3 separate regions of the Mus musculus genome follow, and regions 2 and 3 are each linked to region 1. The links are chromatin contacts, called in public HiChIP or PLAC-seq and promoter capture Hi-C maps. All regions are on one chromosome and are shown on one strand. The core of a region is the stretch at or near the end of the contact, and the rest is flanking DNA. Distances in the headings are between cores, read along the strand shown. Region 1 holds the start of Zfp689 (zinc finger protein 689). Region 2 holds the start of Tlcd3b (TLC domain containing 3B). Region 3 holds the start of Gdpd3 (glycerophosphodiester phosphodiesterase domain containing 3).

Region 1 (3,432 bases), core at 753-3,252:
TAAACAAGTATGTAACTTTTTTTTAATAGGAACCCATAGTTAATTTTAGAGAGGTTTTGGATATGATAGAGAAACTTTGAAAGAGACTAGGTATTTTAAGGAGAGTCTGAATTGAGTGTTTGAATTGAGATCTTGGAATGAACAAAAAACAAAGGTTATGGTTAAAAGGGATGGGTTTGTGTGTCATGCTAACAAGGGGTCAATTGTGCTGACTTGTTTTATGCCAACCTGATCCAAGCTAGAGTGATTTGGGAAGAGGGAACCTCAACGGAGAAAAATGTCCTCACCAGATTGGCCTGTGGTACATCCTTTTCTTTTTTTTTTTGGTTTTTCGAGACAGGGTTTCTCTGTATAGCCCTGGCTGTCCTGGAACTCACTTTGTAGACCAGGCTGGCCTTGAACTCAGAAATCCACCTGCCTCTGCCTCCTGAGTGCTGGGATTAAAGGTGTGTGCCACCATGCCCAGCGTGGTACATTTTCTTAATTAGTGATTGATTAAGGTTGACATGGGAGGGCCCAGCCCACTGTGGGTGGTGCTATCCCTAGGCAGATGTTCCTGAGTGTGTAAGAAAGTAGGAGAGCAAGCAGGAGGCAGCCTTCCTTGTGGCTTTCTGCTTCAGTTCCTGCCTTGATGTTCCTGCCCTGCCCTGCTTTGATGATGGATGTTTACATGAAAATATCAATGAAATAAACCCTCTTCTCCCCAAGCCACTTTTGTTCATGGTGTTTATCACAGCATAGAAACCTCTGACCAAGACAACTCCCAAATATGCAGCTGTTGGTCTAGGAGCACTTTGAGAGAGTTGTAAAAAAAAAAAACAAAAAAACCTTGGACTGTATTTCATCCAGTAGTTCACAAGCCTAGATGAACATTCCAATCAATGGGGCTTTTTCTTTTTTAAAGTCAAGAGTGAACCAGGGGCTAGAGAGAGATGTCTCAGTGGTTAAGGACTCTTTCTAGTCTTCCCAGGACCGATGGGAATTGGAGAAGTTCAATGGAAGCTAAGTCCCGGATCCTGGAAAGCAGTAGTTATCTTTTTCAAAGCTCAGTAATTCACTTATGTCAATGAAGTACCGTTTGTAGTTCGTATGCCCACAGTACAAGCAACCTGGTTAACTCTCATCAGACGACAAATTTAGATTGGGTCGACAGTTTAGGGCATTACTCAGGAAGGCAGTATGGTTTTCGTGGGTATTTTTCACTCACTTCTCTGGAATGTTACCCATCTCCGGTACTCCTGCGGATCTAGGGCTGCTGGTTCCCAGTCATCGGTATTTCGTTCCAACCAGGAGATGAGAGCTGGTTTGGGACCTGCGCATCCTGGGGAAGGAGAACCAGTCAGAGAGCTGGCCCGAAGAAAGGATGCTAAAAAATAAACGCCAACCCCTAACAAGCCGATCGCAGGTCAGGACCCTAGGCTCCCTGCCCCCACTCTACCCCGCCCTCAAGCTCCATCATCCCTTAGGCCCCGCGTAAGCAGATTGGGCCGGGCCTCACCGAGCGCGCCCAGGAGGCCGTAGGTCTCGCGCATCACATCCCGGTACAGAGTCCTCTGAGCGGGCTGCAGACACCCCCACTCCTCCGAGGAGAAGTACACGGCCACGTCCACGAACTTCAAGGCCCTTGGCCTCCTGCCCCTTTTCCGAGTAGGTCCAGCCTCTCCGACTGCCCGCAGGAGAAGCGGAGCCGAAGGTGGCGCCATCGGACCTGCTCCCCGGCCTTGCCACGGGGACCCGGAGACCTAGAAGCTCCGTCGGGAAGGCCCGGAGGAAATCTGAATCGGCTGCCTGAGGGGCCGGGCGGCCCGACACAGACCGTTATTCAGGGAACTCCCGCTGGAACTTGGGTGAGAGGCACCGGAAGATGCCTTCGGGGAAGATGGCGGCGCTGCTCCTGCACCACCGCTGCCTAGAACACAGGCAGGTTCCAGCTATCGATTTTATTGACCCGAACGCCATGCCGACTTCTTAACCTCCTTGCCCTAAAGTGTAATGGCGCTGCGAGATGGCTTCTTGCCTACTTTCCTCCTATCTATTGCATTCGTTTATTGGTTGGTAGCTGAAGATCGGGCGTTCTGATTGGTCATCAATGAAGGCGGCCCATTTGAATGAAGCCAACGGATTCTTAAGGGCAAGAAGGTGGATCCTGTGTCTCTAAGCCGGTTGTGAGAAGTCTTATGAATGGGAGGCTTTTCTTGTGTTCTCCAACGCTTGTTTGCCCTACTTGGAGAAGACGTTTCTACAGGTCTTCCAAAGGGAAAGTCACACAGTGACAACATGGATTTTTGAACAGCTACATCCTACGATCATAAAGGTGTCACAGCCAGGAATTCTGAAAAGTACTAGATGAGAAGGGAGCGGTGGTAAGGATCTGGTGCACAAAAGGCGCGTCTGGTAAAATTGAATGACTAGAATGGTAAGTTGACTGGTCTTGTACCTTGGGCAGCTCCTAAGTAGTCTATAGAAGTGAATGGCCTACCTGAGTACCAAGGAAGTTCGCTTGTTTAGAGGTGAGACCAATAGCTTTGGGCTTACCCTTTCTTTGTACAGTGGAATGCACATTTAGGCTACCAGGGGGAACAAAAGACAGATGGCTAGTTGATCCTTTCATTTATAATGAAGCAGGGAAATCACCCCTGTACCGTTGCTTTCCGAAATAGTGCAGCTGTGTCAACGTGTGTCAGGAGTGCATGGGCAACATAGACCCTGTTTTTAAATGAAGAGTGTATAGCCCAGTGGCAGGCATTTGCCTAGCATGCATGGGGCCCAAAGTTCTATAAAAGTATTTTTAAAATAGATACCCAGGACTGGGTATGAAGCCGAACCTATTGCTCCTTTCTGAATAATTATCAGGTAAGGAAGACTGCACAGAGGGTAAATAGGATTCGCACATCTAGAGGCCACACAGAGAGGCTGTGCCTTCGCTGCTGAGAGCCAGCCAAGCACCTGGACTATTCGAGTAGATGGTGTCTGAAACTTTATGTCTAGAGTCCTGGACTCCCCCCTCCATAGAGAACTACAACAAAAATCATAAGACAGCCGGGTGCAGTGGCACGCACCATTAATTCCCAGCACTTGGGAGGAAAAGGCAGGTAGATCTCTTGAGTTTGAGGACATCCTGGTCTACAAAGTGAGTTCCAGGCTATCCGGGGCTATCTCAAAACCAGCCTGCCTCAAAAAACAAATGAACAATAAAACCCCCACAAATCTGGATCAGCTTCCTCAAAATCTGTTACTAGACATAGGAATGAAATCCAAACATGGAATGTCTTCTTTGTGGCTCTAGCAACTCTTATGTTGGGCAAAACGCTTTAAGACTAATTTCTCCCCAGCTGGAGAAGTGGCTCAGTGGTTAAGAGCACTTGTTCTGGGGCTGGAGAGATGACTCAGCAGTTATGAGCACTGATTGCTCTTCCAAAGGTCCTGAGTTCA
Region 2 (3,582 bases), core at 242-2,741, 630 kb before region 1:
TAAACCCTCTAAGCCTTGGTTTCTCCTTCCTCAACCCCTAGAAGACTTAAGAAGCATTGACATAAACCATGCTCAGTCTGTAGTAAGACCTGGGAAAGTGGACCTCTTCCCCTGTGGTTTCCAGGTCTACGAAGGTCTCTAATAGTAGCCCCAACTCCTGCGGGTGTCAAGACTTCCCTCAGCCACTCCCACAGACTGCCACTAGAGGGCAGCACAAAATAGCGAATTGGCCCCTTCCTCTAGGGCGCAGAGGGAGTAGGCTGTGGGCTGGAAAGGTCAGTTGTCAGTAGATAAGTAGGCTCATCTCAGGGTCAGTGAGAAACTCAAGCTACAGTGAGGTGTCAGTCCCCATGATATACAAGTCTGAAGGACAGATGGGTTTGGGAAAGGCCAGGCTCTAAGAGGCCATGTGAGAGTGAGCATTAGTAGTTGTGTGCTAGGCCTAAATTACCCTGGCCAAAGCACGGGGCTGCTCTTCCCCTTGGATTAAAGGAGGAAGTTGAGTCAGCCAGCCACCAGGCTCTTCTGTGTAAGCAGGACTGTTCTGAGGAGTGGCCGAGGACAGGGAACCAAGGCAACAAGGAAAAGGGGACTCCAGGAGGCCATTGGCCTGAGGGAGGGGCCCCGGCTTCCATAACTCCACTGGGTTTTCCAGGCAGCAAGCACCCTCTGCTCTTCAAGCCCACCTTCTAACCCTCTCTCCCAGGCGAGCACTTCCTCTGTCGCCCAAGCTGGCTACCAGGAGTGATCCTCCTGCTCCTGGAGTGCCACCAGGTCTACATGACTGCTTCCTGTCTCCCAGTGCCCTGGTGCTAGCCATCAAAGCCATGCTGGAGGGCTCTGACAGCCAGCCATCTCTTCCCACTTAGCTCTGTTCCTGTCACATCTTAACTTTCTGATCTTGGGGAACCTTGGCTCCCACCTCAGGGCTATCCCCTGACCTCTGAAGAGCATAGGAGCATAGATTTCCCCCTGGGCTGTCACAATAGTGAGCCACACTCCTGAGGGAGTGACTCGTTGTGGTGCGAGTCGGAGTGCAAGCGAGGTGACTGATGTAGTTTCCACTCCCTCTGACTGGAGAGGCGGACGGGCGGGGTGGAGGGGGCTGTGGGTCTGAAGGACACCGTGAAATGGCTTGTTCCTATCTGTGCCTTCAGGGAACACACCATCTACTCAGGCTGCTTTCTTCAGGAAATCTTCTTGGCTGGAGTGAGCACCCCTAAGCTGAGATCCCTGCAGGCCACTGAGGGACACCCATTTATGTTTATAAGCACCAGCAGAAGGAAATGCCAGACATTTTTAAAGTGCTGACAGGAAAGGCGGCTCAGTACTCCTGCTAGGTGGAGGTGTCCGGGGGGGGGGGGGGGTTTAAGAGAAGAGCCATCCTTTCCCTAAGCCCTTGTCCCCAGCAGCCCCCTGCACTGCAGCTCCTGTCTCTTTAAGGGCCTCCCCCTCCCTCTTTCCTTGTCCCCCCCCATCTCTGTCGCAGCCGCTGCTGTGGCTCAGAGCTGCATGGGAGACAACGCTGCTGCAGGTCCGGTTTCTTGGTGTCTGGTCGGTGCCATCATTTCCCTCCCCCTCTCCCACCCTCCCCAAGCTGGTGGCTTCCCCTCCCCCTCCCCCTCCTCACAGAGGGGGCAGGGGGCTGGGCACCAACTCTATAATGCCATGTGCGGTGTCTGCACAGGGCAGCGGGGCTCTAGCGGCAGCAGCAGGAGGAGGTGGTAGCCTGTGGTGGCGGGAGAGCGGTGTTGACTGGTGACCGCTTGCCCAGCTGCGCCTCCGCTCCGCTCCGCTCCGTCCTTTCCTCCCTCCCTTTTTTCAGGGCTGGCACCACCGTCCCCCACCCCGCCTCCTTGGGCCCTCCCAGCCTCTCCACGTAAGCCCCCCCCCCACCTGCCGCGGTTCTCCCTCCCCTCCCCCACTGCATCTTCCTCCTCCTGTCCCCTCTCCCTCTTGGTCCTCTCATCAAGTCCTCCCTTGGTAGTCTCTCCCCATCCTCTCACCAGCGCTCTGTCGTCCCCCCCCCCCCCCCGCCACCTAGCTAGCCCTTTCTTTCTGTGTCCCCAATCTCATTGAAGTCCCTTTCTCCCTTGCCCTGAACTGGTCCTCTTGTCCCATCCTGTCCCCGCCCTGGCCCCTTTGTGCCTCCCCCTCCCTCTTTCTCTCTCCCTTTCTGGCTTGGCAATCCCTTCTTCACCTCCAACTCCCTCCCTCAATTTGGCCTTCCTGTCCCTTCTGGACCCTCTGGTCTCCCTGCCCGGGTTCAAGTCACCATGCTTACCCCAATGGTGGCTGGGGGGGTGGTGTTCCCCGGACTCTTCCTCCTATCCAAGAACACGCTCCAGAGGCTGCCCCAGCTGCGCTGGGAGGAGGCCGACGCAGTCATTGTCTCCGCCAGGTAAATGGCATGCCTTCCCCGAGAGTTCAGCCCCTCTCTCTCCAACAGGCTTCATGGGGAAGGGACCCCAGCACGCCCCTGGGCTCAGTAGTGGTGGGTAGGTTACATCCAAGCTTCCTTCCCTCCTTGGACCTCATTGAAACCCAGCCATCTGGACTACTATTGAGCTTGAGCTTGCTTCCCTTAGCACCTTCCTATCCTCCCTCTAAAGCAGGGCAGCATGTGACTAAACAGTCCCACAAGACACCCAGGAGCAAGCCAAGGGGCAAGACTGTGTTTTTCAGGGCTAGTGTTTGGGGGTCAAGGTGTAGAAAAGTAGACAGTGAAACTTGTATATCTCTAGAATAGGGCCGCCAGGAAGAGGGCCATGGTAAGAATCAGGAAAATAGTGGGAAAGTGTGTGTGTGGGGGGGGGGGGGGCTGGGGTCACTGGGGCCAGTGACTCTAAGTATGAGCCTCATGGTGTCTGGGTGCAGGGACAACTGGGACTCCCTTAGCCCTCATGGGTCCCTTCCCTCCCTCCCCAGGGAGAGAGAGCTCACTGTTAGGCACTGGCTCACCTCAGGACGCCTCCCTGGTGTCCTGGGAAGAAGATGATTCCACTGGCACAAACTAGGAATGAAGAAGGCTGGGAGAGGCGGGAACTGAGGATGGAAGCTAAGCGCAGCTTGGCTGAAAGTGATGGTGGGAAAGCCTGGCTTAGGTGGAGGCTGATGTGGAATCCTGAGGGGTAGGGTTTCCACAACACAGAGACGGGAGACGCACACCTGATTGTCACTCCTTCCTCTGTCTTCCTAGGTTGGTGTCCTCTGTCCAAGCCATCATGGCCTCCACAGCTGGCTACATAGTCTCCACTTCCTGCAAGCACATCATAGATGACCAGTGAGTGCCTCAGGACCACCCCGCCCAGGTCCCAGCGGTCTGTATGTGGGACCTGGGATCCCCCAGATCTGTAGTGGTCCCTAAACTCGGGATCAAGAAAGTTCATGTGATTGCTGCAACTCAATACCAAGGATAAATTTATCCTGTCCTGTCTTAAAGGTCAGGAGCAAGGAAGCAGGGGTAGGAGATCAAAGGAAATCCTCAGAGCAGTTCCTGGTCAGCTTCCTGGCTCTTGTCTTAGGTTCTGAACGCCAGCCATGTCTTCTCCAACTCTTGCATCGCTCCTACTCTGTTCCTAT
Region 3 (3,781 bases), core at 942-3,441, 680 kb before region 1:
TTTCTCCGCAGGTATCTTGGGTTCCCCATCCCAGGAGGACCTTAATTGCATCATTAACATGAAGGCCCGAAACTACCTGCAGTCTCTGCCCTCGAAAACCAAGGTGGCTTGGGCCAAGCTCTTTCCTAAATCTGACTCCAAAGGTGAGTGAAGCAGAGGATCCGGGGTAGGCTAAAACCCAGCGGCAAAGAAGAGTGTGTGACCCTAACGCCTGCCTCAGTAGATAGCCACCCCCCCCAGGCACTGGACAAGGGATGTCCATGGGATTCCTTTAGCCTTCCTCCTGACTGCTGCCCCCTGCCTTGCCTTAGCTCTTGACCTGCTGGACCGGATGTTAACCTTCAACCCAAACAAGCGCATCACAGTAGAGGAAGCGCTGGCTCACCCTTACCTGGAACAGTACTACGATCCGACAGATGAGGTGAGCCGGTCACCAGCGGCGGGGAGGGGGGCTAGTATCCCAAGTGCCCAGCCTGGGCCTCACCGTCTTTGCCCCCTAGCCAGTGGCCGAGGAGCCATTCACCTTCGACATGGAGCTGGATGACCTCCCCAAGGAGCGGCTGAAGGAGTTGATCTTCCAGGAGACAGCCCGCTTCCAGCCAGGGGCGCCAGAGGGCCCCTAACAAGAACAGACACCCCTGTCCTTTTGGATCTGGTGAGTGCCTCCCAAGGCCCCCCCGCACAGCCACATCCCAGTCAGAGGCTGTCCAGTCTGGGTGCTGCTGCATCATCTCTGCATATCCACATGTGGTAACAACAAAGGGCCAGGGTCATGTATGAGCGAGCATCCTCCAGCCCATCCGGATGAGAGATCCGCCCCTTATGAGCAGCCACTCCAGGCCTTGCCAGAGTATATCATGATGCTTTGAGAGGAGCCTATAATCACAGTAGCACTTGGTGGCTGCTCTTGTTAGCTGCAGATAAGGAAGCCAAGACCCACAGAACTTGACAGTTCAAAGACGCTGGGGTCAGGGCTCACCCCGCTGACCATTCCTTTCTGTCCGTTTCTTCCTTCAGGTCCTGCTCCTACCTGCTCCTTCTCTGCAGATTGTTAGAAAGTGAACTTTGCTCAACCCAGACCCCGGCAGCCCAGGCTGGACCAAGGGTGGGCCTGGCCACCTTCTCTCACTTTGCTGGGGTCTCCTGCTTCAAGCAGGCTTCTCCCACTCCAATCCCCTGCCCCATCTCCCCATAGCCTGAGTGATGAGGTGGCCCCAGAGCTGATCTCTGCTGCTGTGTCTTTATCTACCCTTGCTAGCCCCGGCTCTGGTAGACCGTTCTGGAATGGAGGGGCTATGATCGTCCTAGGACCTGTGCTACGGAGGGGTGGAGGGCACTGAGTAGGGCTCTGCCCTATTCATCTTGTTGGAACCCCACCCCATTTTCCCTGACAGAACATTCCTAAGTCTCAAGGGCTAGTTTCCCTGAGGAGCCCAGGCCTAACCCTCTCTCTCTCAAGCTGCCACATGTAACGCCCTTGCTGCTTCTGTGTGTGGGTGATTGGATGTGGGGGTGGGGCCCGTGGAGAGCCGGTGCCCCTCCCCATCTCCCCGTGCCTGTATCTAATATATAAATATAGAGATGTGTATATGGATGAGCCTGCCTCTGTCTGTGTATGTCGACGCGACCCCAGCATACCGCACTCACAACTGCCCCCTGCCTCCAGCTGTGGCTTTACATGGCCCTGGTAGTCTTTGGCTCCAGCTGGCCAGGGATGAGGTTGGGTTCTAAGGAGTGTCAGTCTCTGGGAAGGGGTCAGTTTCCCTTTAGTCACTGTCTTCCCTAACAACTTCCTGTTTAACTGCTTGGAGTGAGTTGGGGTGACTCAGGGGTACCTTACACACCCCCAAATTCCCGGGAAGTGGCAAATGTGTAATAAGTTACAGATCCTGTCCACAAACACCTATGGGAGGCAGAAAGATCTAAACACTAGGGGGTGGGGCTGCTTAACCCCCCCCCCCACATGGTCAAGAACAAAAGGGGGTGCTGGGATCTGTGAAAGGTCTCTGGACATGGAACCCAGGGCTGCCTGCCTCAGTTCCTGTGCCTGGCCCCAGCTCTGGGCCATACTGCAGTCTGGCCACGTTCCAGCAGCACCCAGCAGGCTCAGCAGGTCCATGGGCGTGGCGCTGCCCGGTGGAGGAGCCAGCCTACACTGGCTGAGCAGGCAGGCTCGGCCCCGGGCATCAGAGCCCTTTGGGACAGGGAAGGCTGTGCTTTTGACAGAAGCCTGCCGTGGAGCGAGGCTATGATCCCTCTCCTGTACTTTGTTCTGCCCACCCTGGGCAGTTACGTCATGCTCTCCATCTTCTTCCTGCGCCGACCTCATCTGCTGCACACGCCGCGGGCTCCCGTCTTCCCTATCCGCCTGGCTGCCCACCGTGGAGGTGAGCTGAGTCAGGGAGGTGGAAGGGCTGGAATCCATGTAGGGTGGAGTGAGCCTAACAAGACAGGTGTCAGGGTGGGCAGCCCATCCTCAAGGTGCAAGGCATGATTGAATGTTAAAAAGAGCGAGGAAAGGAGAGTCTTGGGGCCTAGAGGGCATGTGGCAGGGAAGGAGAGGCCAGTTCAACTGATTGGAAGAGAGGAAGCCTAAAGCAAGTGGGAGACCGTCAGGAAGAAAGGTAAGCAGGAAGGTCAAGCTAGGTCCCGGGGATCCACCCAAACTGCTTTCCACAGGGTCTGGGGAGCGACTGGAGAACACCATGGAAGCAGTAGAGAAGTGAGTCCAAGCCCCATCAAGTTCCATGTGAGGTTGTGGGGTTGTGGGCTGTGCTCTGCAGGACAACCAGGAGTGCTACTTACTCGCTTCATAAACTGGGTATCTGGAAGTCCTTGGAACTGTGGAACTGGCCACATGTCCCACCATAAATTCTGTGCCAATATTTCCCCTCCACTACATGCCCTGGTCCTTCCTGTGTCCTTTTCCCCCACCAACCTTTGCTCCCATAGTTCCATGGCCCAGCGAGCAGATCTCTTGGAATTTGACTGCCAGCTCACCCGGGATGGCGTGGTGGTAGTGTCACACGACAAGAACCTGTCCCGCCAGTCAGGCCTAAATAAGGATGTGAACACCCTGGACTTTGAGGTGAGTTTTGCAGCCCCTCACACTGAGAGCTGCATCACTTTCACGCGTGTACCCTGATGATGCTTCTCTGCTCTCCACAGGAGCTGCCCCTCTACAAGGAAGAGTTGGAAATTTACTTCTCACCAGGTAGGATGCGTGTAGCCACCCTTGAGCTGCCTAGCCATCTTCTTATATACTCTCATTAACACGCCCCCACCCCCAGCCTGTTTATCCTACTCTGACCCCAGTTTTTGTGACACCCCTCACCCCTGCCCAGGCCATTTTGCCCACGGGTCAGACCGGCACATGATTAGTTTGGAGGATGTATTCCAGAAATTTCCAAGGACTCCCATGTGCTTGGAGGTCAAAGAAAGAAATGAAGAACTCATTCACAAGGTAGTACTATAGCCCGGCAGCTGAGGGCAGGCCTCAGAAAGGCCTGGTTTCCTTTATACCACTTCTCTCCATCCTAGGTAGCCAACCTGACTAGGCGCTTTGACCGGAATGAGATTACTATTTGGGCTGCAGAGAAAAGCTCAGTCATGAAGAGATGCAGGGCTGCTGTGAGTCCCTCTTTCTCTGCCATGGGGTTAGAGGCCACCGCAACCCAAGGAGGGAGGGCCCCAGGAACTAGCCTTCAGCATAGTCCCCAAGAGCAGGATTGGAAAAGTGGAACACGTGACTGTATAGGCATGGTGTTAACCATGAGACTTG

Evidence for each region. Promoter capture Hi-C pulls out the DNA fragments that hold promoters and counts their contacts. HiChIP or PLAC-seq counts read pairs in DNA pulled down with a chosen protein or histone mark.
Region 2: a promoter capture Hi-C map of fetal liver shows a contact between it and region 1, with 3 times the contacts expected there. The contact joins the promoter of Tlcd3b here to the promoter of Zfp689 in region 1. A contact is called at or near these places in 6 of 39 promoter capture datasets (fetal liver, hippocampal neurons, liver and 2 more), 1 of 115 datasets of contacts at active chromatin or transcription factors (microglia) and 3 of 9 other capture datasets (adipose tissue, liver and pancreatic islet).
Region 3: a FOXA1 HiChIP or PLAC-seq map of pancreatic cancer cells shows a contact between it and region 1. The contact joins the promoter of Gdpd3 here to the promoter of Zfp689 in region 1. A contact is called at or near these places in 3 of 115 datasets of contacts at active chromatin or transcription factors (embryonic stem cells and pancreatic cancer cells).

Annotation. Positions count from the first base shown.
Region 1 is chr7:127,447,156-127,450,587 of GRCm38.p6, forward strand. Zfp689 (zinc finger protein 689) reads right to left here and starts at 2,003. Exons shown (of 3, transcript NM_175163.3): 1 at 1,499-2,003; 2 at 1,208-1,321. The coding sequence starts at 1,703. It overlaps B130055M24Rik (a long non-coding RNA gene), which reads left to right and starts at 1,235. Exons shown (of 2, transcript XR_869949.3): 1 at 1,235-2,416.
Region 2 is chr7:126,821,812-126,825,393 of GRCm38.p6, forward strand. It overlaps Tlcd3b (TLC domain containing 3B), which reads left to right and starts at 1,492. Exons shown (of 5, transcript NM_029978.1): 1 at 1,492-2,401; 2 at 3,200-3,283. The coding sequence starts at 2,277.
Region 3 is chr7:126,764,223-126,768,003 of GRCm38.p6, forward strand. Gdpd3 (glycerophosphodiester phosphodiesterase domain containing 3) reads left to right here and starts at 2,192. Exons shown (of 10, transcript NM_024228.2): 1 at 2,192-2,387; 2 at 2,680-2,722; 3 at 2,953-3,088; 4 at 3,169-3,214; 5 at 3,345-3,463; 6 at 3,541-3,630. The coding sequence starts at 2,249. Mapk3 (mitogen-activated protein kinase 3) reads left to right here. Exons shown (of 9, transcript NM_011952.2): 6 at 12-143; 7 at 312-421; 8 at 501-655; 9 at 1,018-1,594. The coding sequence ends at 623.